Regions from separate parts of the Mus musculus genome. Here regions 1 and 2 are each linked to region 3. A link is a contact called in public HiChIP or PLAC-seq data. All regions are on one chromosome and are shown on one strand. Each heading gives the region's core, a stretch centred on a gene start, on an enhancer-like site or on the middle of the called end of the contact. The rest is flanking DNA. Distances are from core to core; before and after follow the strand shown.

Evidence for each region. HiChIP or PLAC-seq counts read pairs in DNA pulled down with a chosen protein or histone mark.
Region 1: an H3K27ac HiChIP or PLAC-seq map of regulatory T cells shows a contact between it and region 3, with 4 times the contacts expected there. The contact joins two enhancer-like sites. A contact is called at or near these places in 1 of 484 Hi-C or Micro-C datasets (the HL-1 cell line) and 1 of 115 datasets of contacts at active chromatin or transcription factors (regulatory T cells).
Region 2: an H3K27ac HiChIP or PLAC-seq map of regulatory T cells shows a contact between it and region 3, with 7 times the contacts expected there. The contact joins two enhancer-like sites. A contact is called at or near these places in 1 of 484 Hi-C or Micro-C datasets (bone marrow-derived macrophages) and 1 of 115 datasets of contacts at active chromatin or transcription factors (regulatory T cells).

Annotation. Positions count from the first base shown.
Region 1 is chr16:24,505,595-24,508,398 of GRCm38.p6, forward strand. All of the region lies in intron 3 of Lpp (LIM domain containing preferred translocation partner in lipoma), which reads left to right. Among named protein-coding and RNA genes, the nearest start is that of Gm24440, 100 kb to the left of the region's middle. Within about 2 kb of position 1,422, at least 62 of the 459 cell types and tissues checked have an H3K27ac peak or open chromatin away from gene starts, as enhancers often do. A contact at or near this core is called in regulatory T cells, where this site is marked.
Region 2 is chr16:24,338,400-24,341,188 of GRCm38.p6, forward strand. No RefSeq gene overlaps it. Among named protein-coding and RNA genes, the nearest start is that of Gm38456, 44 kb to the left of the region's middle. Within about 2 kb of position 1,387, at least 37 of the 459 cell types and tissues checked have an H3K27ac peak or open chromatin away from gene starts, as enhancers often do. A contact at or near this core is called in regulatory T cells, where this site is marked.
Region 3 is chr16:24,049,983-24,052,682 of GRCm38.p6, forward strand. No RefSeq gene overlaps it. Among named protein-coding and RNA genes, the nearest start is that of Gm46545, 31 kb to the right of the region's middle. Within about 2 kb of position 1,364, at least 17 of the 459 cell types and tissues checked have an H3K27ac peak or open chromatin away from gene starts, as enhancers often do. A contact at or near this core is called in regulatory T cells, where this site is marked.

The DNA of each region.
Region 1 (2,804 bases), core at 172-2,671, 460 kb after region 3:
AAATCTGTGAAATGGGGCCAGCAGTCAGGAAGGGCTCCTTTGTGAGTGTCTCGGGCTTGTTTAGAAATAGCACCTCTCAGTATGTGGGCACATTCGACACGAGAGAAATAAGTATCTAAATGGGTAGTGCCCACATGTCCTCCTCCATGACTGCACCACCTTCCTCTGTGCCACGCCAGTTACAGAAATGCTGCTCTTAGGCTGTTACATGACTAGGATCTGAATTTTGAATTGTTTTTCATTGTTTAATACAACTTTATATAATGTTTTAACTTTAACGGAATGTTAAAGTTCTCTGTAAGTACTAAGCTTAGTATACTTTATTCCTTAAACATAAGATAATAAGTATCCAAATAACAGAGTGTGAAGACTGTTAGAAGTATTATTAAAACATAATTTTGAAAATTTGGAGAGCTCTTGGAATTTTGGTTTATTGTCTTTTAATTTCAAAGGGTAAACAATGTAATTTAAGGCAACCACACTTTAAAATATTAAAATAAAACAGAATAAAACCTAGTAGTGTCCCAGCAAAGATGCATAGACTTGAAAGTGTGAGCTCTAAGGTTGCTTGTATTTGAATGGTGTGCACAGACAGCTTCAGTGGGAATGAATAACAAAGCCTATTTAAGCCTTAATTTAAGTGACTTTAATGAGGGATAGATGTGCCTTGTATGCTTAGTTGTACATATTAAAGGATGTCTGTAAGGACCCAAGATAGTGTTTAGTGCATGACCTGCCCGAAGGCCAGCCTCTGTGGATGGTGGCCTGCTTATTGGGTGGCACGCTCATAGGTGCTGGCTGCAGTACTCCTTGGTGTCCACATTGCCTTGCTTTGTCCTGGCTTTTCTTTCTAATCCAGACCTTGGTACCAGCCTGGTACTGGAGTTGTTGCATGCACAGTGAAGGGCAGCCACTTAGTGGAGGTTTCTGTTTTTGTTTTTGTTTTTTAAGATCTTGTTGATGCAGAGCTATTGAATACCTGGTGGAATCTTACCCCATAGGGTGCAGGGGAAAGTTGATGATGGTGATGGAGAGGTGGGTTCTTTTTCACTATTGGCAGAGGTGAGTGGGCTTGGTCTGGAGTTATAGCAGATGGCGGCTGGTAGGAAGGGTGGGTAGAAGAGAGACCCACGGAGAGTTTGATGTTTGAAGTCTGAGTTTGTGATAGAGCTGAGCCATTGTAGACCTGCAGCATGTTGTAGTATTGTGTAGGGCAAGGAAGGCAGGGCTACTTTCTAGTCAGCCCCACATGCGTGTTTGCATAGCTGTTCCTAAGTGTGTGTGAGTAACGGGGCCAGTGGCTTCAGGGACTTACCCAAGGCCAGAAAGCTAGGAAAAAGCTTTCATTTGACTAAAGAGTTCAGTCTGGTAATGACTATGAGTGACAGAAACGGGCAGCAGGAACAGGGAGGGAGAGGGCCTCTGCCCCATTTCCTGCACCCCAGGCAGCTAGTGAGTAGGAGTTCTAAGTTTCAGTATTTGATAGCATCACCTCCTCTGCTTTCCCAGAAACTATTCCTCGAAGTATGAATTGAGTTGTTCCTCTGTGGGGAGCTGTCTCAGTTCAGAGCTGACTTTCTGCTCTGGTTGTTTACTGCAACAGGGCAACAACTGGTAATTTAGAGGGAGGATAATCAAATGGAAAAAATAAAACCGAGCACACTAAATGAAGCAAAACCCCAGTGCTGTGCAGCCGGGGGCCTGGGTGTGGGTCTCAGGACCTGTGGGAATTGGACAAGTACATTTATTTCCTGTAACTTGGAGGAGAATGGTTTCCATGTGAAAGATTGTTCTGACAGTGTTTTGCACACTTAGTGTGGATCATAGGGTAACGAAATGGAGGAGATCATGGACTTGAATTCTCTTCTCCTATGTGAATTGTAGAAATAAAGAACTGACCAGCACGTGGAAGTTGTGGATATATATCTATAAAATGTGGCAGGGACCTCATAGTCCCCCTTTGTTCAAGATCTGTGTGTATCTGAGCTCCAGCATGTATGCATACATGCCTGGACATACATGGAAGTTGTTTTAGATTGTGGTGGTTGAAGCTACTCACCCAGTGAGCATCTACCCCAGGGGCTCTCCTCTGCCCTTTGCAAAGGCCGGCTGCCAGTATTCTCTGATTATTATTATTATTATTATTACTTAATAAGCTCAGCTGTGCCTGCATGAGGGAGTCAGCTGGAGAGACCCGTGAGCTTTATTGAGCTCTTTTTATTGGTGGAACTTCTCCCATGCTTGCTGCTTGTGGCCACAAGGACTCACTGGTCAGAAGAGGAAGGGGAGAGAGTATCTGGGGCAGAGGACATAGCTTCTTGCTATGAACCTGCTTTTCCTGGGCGTAGATCTTTCACAGAGGAAGACAGAGGTTTCAGGGCTGTTTAGCTCCTGTGTCCTTGAGACTGTTGTGAGAAATCTCTGATTGGTGCTGCTTCAGATGTGAGGCTCTCTTCCCCGCCCCATGTGTGGCTGTGACTTGTGTCTTGGCTATTCAGGTTTGAATGAGTCAACACACTGTGACCCTGTGGTGTGCTTCGCAGCACACTAAAATCAGTCAGAAGGCAAGGCTGCCTGTCCTGACCCTAGTGCCCACTCACTGCGCATGGGTGAGAGCCTCTGGTCACTTCTAGAGTGCGCCTTCTCTATGATGGGGTTGATGTGGAAATCAAGAAGAAACATTTTTGTTTAAAAGTAATATTGGACCCTTTAGATCTCAGGCCATTTGAAATAGGTACCTAGGGGCCATTAAGATGACTCAGCAGTTAAAGATGGAGGATCAAGCCTAGTGACTTGAGTGTGAG
Region 2 (2,789 bases), core at 137-2,636, 290 kb after region 3:
AGAGTGTCACTTCTGTGGTTACTGAGAAACACGTTTGCCTGTCACCTCCAGTGCACTTCACATCGTCTTACAAAAGTTCCCTCTCGGGAGGCTTCCCGTATACTAAGACCAAGGAAAATGGCGGGCACTGGGACTGTTCCTACGTGTTCTTTCCCCCCTCAGAGCTCTTGAAGCTGTAGTGACTTCCACCCCATTTCCTTCAGCACCTCCCAAGGGTATTCCCCTCAAGGGATGTCTCTTTTCTACAGACAAACACATCCTCTGGTTTTTCTGCCCTCTTTTCTCCATTGGTCATATTCTCTTTCTTTTGTCTCTGTCACAACTTGATTGGTTGTCACTGCTCCTTCAGTCCGACAACCCCAAGAGCAGTATGAACCACAGCTCCAGTGAAATGCAGAGGAAGGTCTTCGTCTTCTGGTGAAATTAGATATTACACAGAAAACACTTCCCCGGCCTCAAACAATCCTTTAAAAATACCCAGACAGTACTATGAGAAATTCTGCAAAAGGCTTATCAGTAATCTCATCAGATGTTTTTCTCAGGTACAGACAGTCCACCCAAGGAAAAAAGAAAACAAACAGAAGTTCTGCCCTACATAATGACTAATGTCACACTATTTTTAACACAATCATGTCTTCCTTCAACTAGGTTGTAAGGCAAGAGCCCTTAGAGAGATGAGACTGGGCTTTACTGGTGGAAACATTATCCAGTAGTTATACCTAAAACCGGAAAGAGCCAACTCTGAGGATCCCTGGACCCAACTTATAAGTAAGATACTCAAGTCATATAAGCCTTGGAGAATTTCCTCAAGAGAGTCAGCGGCTGGAGGTAAAAGCAAAAAACGGTCAGACTGGCCCCTCTCAATGGGTAAAAAAAGGTGGGGTGATTTATTATTGAATTCAGTCATTGTCTCAGGGTGACCCGCTTACCCAGGAGGAAGGCTCTGTGCCAGTTTGAGCACTGCCTTGATTAGCATCTGGAAATTCCAGGTTCTTGGTTGACTTGGGGGGGGGGGTCCACATGTCACCTGCCACGCTCTCTGCCTGTCTCTTCTCCTATCTCAGTAATCTGAAGAGGAAAACTGTAAGTCTGGGCCCATAGTCACTGTGCATGACTTAACTGTGACATCTATCATGCAAAAGCAGCTGGGCTTGGGACAGTGTGGGTTACCAAGTAGGGGTTATTATAACTTTGGGGGTCTTGTTAAAAGAAAAAAAGTCTTACAAGGTAAAGGTCAGCAACAGATGATATGTGGAATACTCTCTAACTTTTCCACGGCGAGGCCTTCTAGGGCCAGGGCATCCTTCTGGATTTGCTGAGGGTGTGTGTTTCCTTTTTAAGGTCATGCACTCGAACATATGGATGTGGTAACAGTCGGCTGGCTGACTGGCTTTCATGTGCTAGTGGGCGTGACTGTTTATAAGAACTTCTTAAGAAAGCTGAGTCCCTAACACTTGCAACCTCAGGCACTCACAGGAAGCTAGTTTCTGGAACAGACCCTTTTGTATGTCCAAGAAAAGAAGCCTTCTTCCAGACCTCATTAGAAGAAGCTGGCTTTGGAACAGAGCATGGTGAGCCTGCGAGAGACAAGCTGAATTTGTGTAAGAATGTAATTCCTCCCACCAGAAAAAGGAAATGGAGCTTTCTTTCCAAGAAGGCTAACCAAGAATGGCATCCCATCCCAGGGATGTTTTTAGGTAATCATGCTCACAGCAGAGTAGAGCAGTGAGAACACTTACAGTTCCCTAGGGGGCTGGGGAGACGGTTCAGTGGTCGAGCACACTTACTGCTCTTGCAGAAGACCCAGATTCTGTCTCCAGCACCAGCATCACAAAGCCCACAGCTGCTGATAACCCTAGTTGTAGGGGACCCAAAGCCTCCGTGAGAACTGCATGCAGGTAAACGCTCTCACACACAAACACTTAAACAAAGACAATAGTATAAGTCTCTGTTTGAAACTGAAAATGAGCCTGCAGATTAATCTCATTGTCTATGAGGTCCTATCTTACCTTCTTTTCCAAAGTATTTTTTTTCCTTCCCTTTCCTTTTCTTTTTCTTTTTTCTTTTTTGTTTGTTTCTTTGTTTTGTTTTTCTTTTTGTCTTTAGGTTTTTTTGATAAGTTCTCTCTGTGTAGCGCTGGCTGTCCTGGAACTGACTTTGTAAACCAGGCTTGTCTGGAACTCAGAGATCCACCTGCCTCTGCCCCTCTGCCTCTCTGCCCCTCTGCCCCTCTGCCCCTCTGCCCCACCCCCTTCACCCACTATCACCGGTCCTCGCCCTCGTGTATCCTCTGTCTCTTGTTTAGCTCTTCTCATCCATCCCCTCCTCTAATTTCTAAAGAAATCTGTTTTGTGTACCACAGCAAGAAGTCTAATCAGTCAGAATGGCCTAGGTCCACCAAACCGCAGAGGGCTGTTTCTCACCCCCTCTCTACACCTTTGTTTGGCTTTTAGAAACTCAGATCTACACCCATTATTTCCCTGGATTTGAGACTCAGGCTCAAATGCTGCTGAGATTGTAGAATGGAGAAAAGAACACACCGAAGGCGATCAACCTTGAAAACAAGACATTGCTGGGAGTGACAGAAGCCACTGTTGCTCACAATTTATTAACCCAACCCACGGGTAGCCAGAAGGCACAGTCCTCACAGTCGTGCACATTTGGTGACTAGTATATAACTCCTTTGTTTAAAAAGCAAGCAGGCAGACGGGCGTGGTGATGAACACCTTTAATACCAGCACTTGGGAGGCAGAGGCAGGTGAGTTTCTGAGTTTGAGGCCAGCCTGGTC
Region 3 (2,700 bases), core at 114-2,613:
TCTCTGACCAAGGAACTGCCTCTACTTGAGAACCTCAGGTTTTGAATGTGTTGCCAACCCAAATGGATGGATTCCATTAAACTGAATGAGCTCTGGGTGGACTTGGTGTGGGAGGGGATATGGAAAGCAAGCACAGGGACTCCTCCAGCTCCTGTGGCCTAAAGCTAGGGTGGAGCTTCTGTGGAGCTCAGGATAGGTAGAATGCCAGGAACCTGCAGGCAGGAGGTTTCCTCTACATTATCATTGACTGTGGTCCTCTTCAGCTTTCCTAGCCTCTGTGAGCCTCAGGGTCCACGTGAATCCAGCGGATGTAATTCTTCTCCTCCATGAATCCTTCTTCCCATCCTCCCTCTTGTTCACATACTGCTACATGGTTGCTAGGCAGACAAAGACATGCCTTCCTATTATGCGGAAGACATAATAGGATTAAACAGTAACAACACAGAACAAATGTGTGGGGCTTGTTGTTGTTGTTGTTGCTGTTCCTCCGGTTGGTTGACTGGTTGGTTGGTAGGTAGGTTGGTTGTTTTTCTCCTGATAAAGCAAAGAAACAGATACTTTTATTTTGTTGTCCTTGTTTTGTCAAGAATGGTAATGGTGACATCATAGGTTCCCTCACAGAAGAAATGAAAACAAATGAGGACAAGGTTGTTTCTTTCTGCCATAGGCGTTACTTTGCATTTCTCCAATAGACACAGGAGCTCCTCAAAAAAATGTGGAGACAAAGTCACCATGTGTTTAGACAAAGTCGAGAGAGGTCTAGTTGACTGTACACACACTTGGGAGTAGCTTGGCTCTACGTCACCTCTCTCCTCAGGAAGCCTGCCATCCTGCAGAGTGTCTAGGTTACTGTGTCTTCAGTAGCTGAGATCCTCAGAGGGGACTTGGATGAGCTGACAGTTTCTTTGGAATAGGTGGCCTGTGCTCTGGTCAGTCAGGCCTGTGGTAGAGGGCTCTCTCAATGCATCAGGCCCAATCAGCCTGGGCCCTCTGCTTGGAGCCATATTGTTTAGGTCTTAGCAAACAGACCAGCAGGCTAGACGCTCTTCAGAATGCTGCGCAGTTAGCCGGGCCCTCCCTCCCTTCCTTCTTTCCTTCCTGTTGTCTCGGTTTCTGGTATTCTTTGAGTTTTGAGACAAGATCTCACACTGTGTCTTAAACAGGCCTCAGACTCATAACTCTCCTACTTCCACCTCCCAAGTGCCAGGATCAGGTTATTCCATGACATCCAGCCAAACTAGAATGTCACATTCTTTGGAGTTGCAGGTCAGGTTCGGGAGGAAGAATCTAAGCCACAGTTGTGGGTGCTTCTGTTTCTGGGCTGTTTTCACCCTTTGCACACAGGCTGAAATAGTGGTGGAGGATTCTTTTCTCCAAGGCCTGCATGTGTATCTTGGCCCTGCTTTCCTTAGCTCTGTGCCCGTGGGCAGCTGTACAGTAGAAATGTGGCTATACCACCCGGTGTGCCACTTGGCTACACGGTAGCCTCTTGGATTGGATTAGTGGAGTAATCATTTTCACATTGCACATGTAGTCTGACGTTCAGGCAAGTGTATCTTCACACAGTGTGCCTGACTCTCACGTCCCCCTTTCTTTTCTTTCTGTTAGCCAAAAGCCACCTGCCCCTCAAAATCTATGCAAATGTGACCTTCCCAGTGAATTCTCCTTCTAAAATAGTAACCAAGCTCAGCTTCCTAAAAGCCCAATAGCATATAGTTTGTTCACTATTTTACTGATACCCACTTGGTACAGAAAAATCCTCAGCGTAATGACTTGACACACAGCAGTGTCGTAAAGATCATAGAGAAGTCAGGGGTGAATCAAAGAAGGAATTCTTGCTTCACACGGTCCTAGGTCATGGTTTGTTTGAAGGGCCTTGCCACTTGGAGAGCCAACCAAAGTAGAACTCCATATTTGCTGCCTCCCTTAAGACTCTATCAGGGGAAGGGAATAACCAATATGGAATCGCCTCTGATTCCCACTTACCCCAGCACATAACTTAAGCAAAAAGTCACGGCCCACAGCTATTAAGTGCTTAAGAAATGCAGATGGTGCTAAACTGAGAAGAGCTTGCCGATAGCCAGAAGGTGACATAGGATGACCATCTATGGCAAAACGCAGCCATCGCCTGGGACAATGTGCTCACAACATTTCACTACTGCTGATTAAAGGACAAGAGACAGACCGGACTTAGAAACATATTCTACTCACTAGCACACTGGATAGAGATTGGAAGATAGAAACGGCTTGTGGGCAGAGACAGCCTCAACCACGTGAGCCTGACCAGCAGATGACGGCATTGCAACCCACCTTGGTCTCCCCTGATTGGTCAGGTCATAACGTACAATCATTGAAAGAGCTCCACTTATTATTATTGTTGAGGAAGGTATAGGAAGTATCTCCAGCTTATGGCTGAGACAGTTCCATTACAGGGAGTGGAGTACAATCTAAACTTCATTGTAGTTTCCTTGGTTTTATCTGATTTCGTGGAGTTGGAATTATACTGACTCTATATATTAAAATGTTAATATTCTTTTTATAGATAACACATGCATCAGGTACAAAATCCAGTCAATACCAAAGGGTAAGGCAGCAAGAAGTCGATCTCCTTCCAACACCAGCTTTCTTCCAAGTGTCATGTTATTCTTTCTCGAGTCTCTGGCTTGCCATTGTCCAGTTTTGAGTGAGTTAATAGCCCTT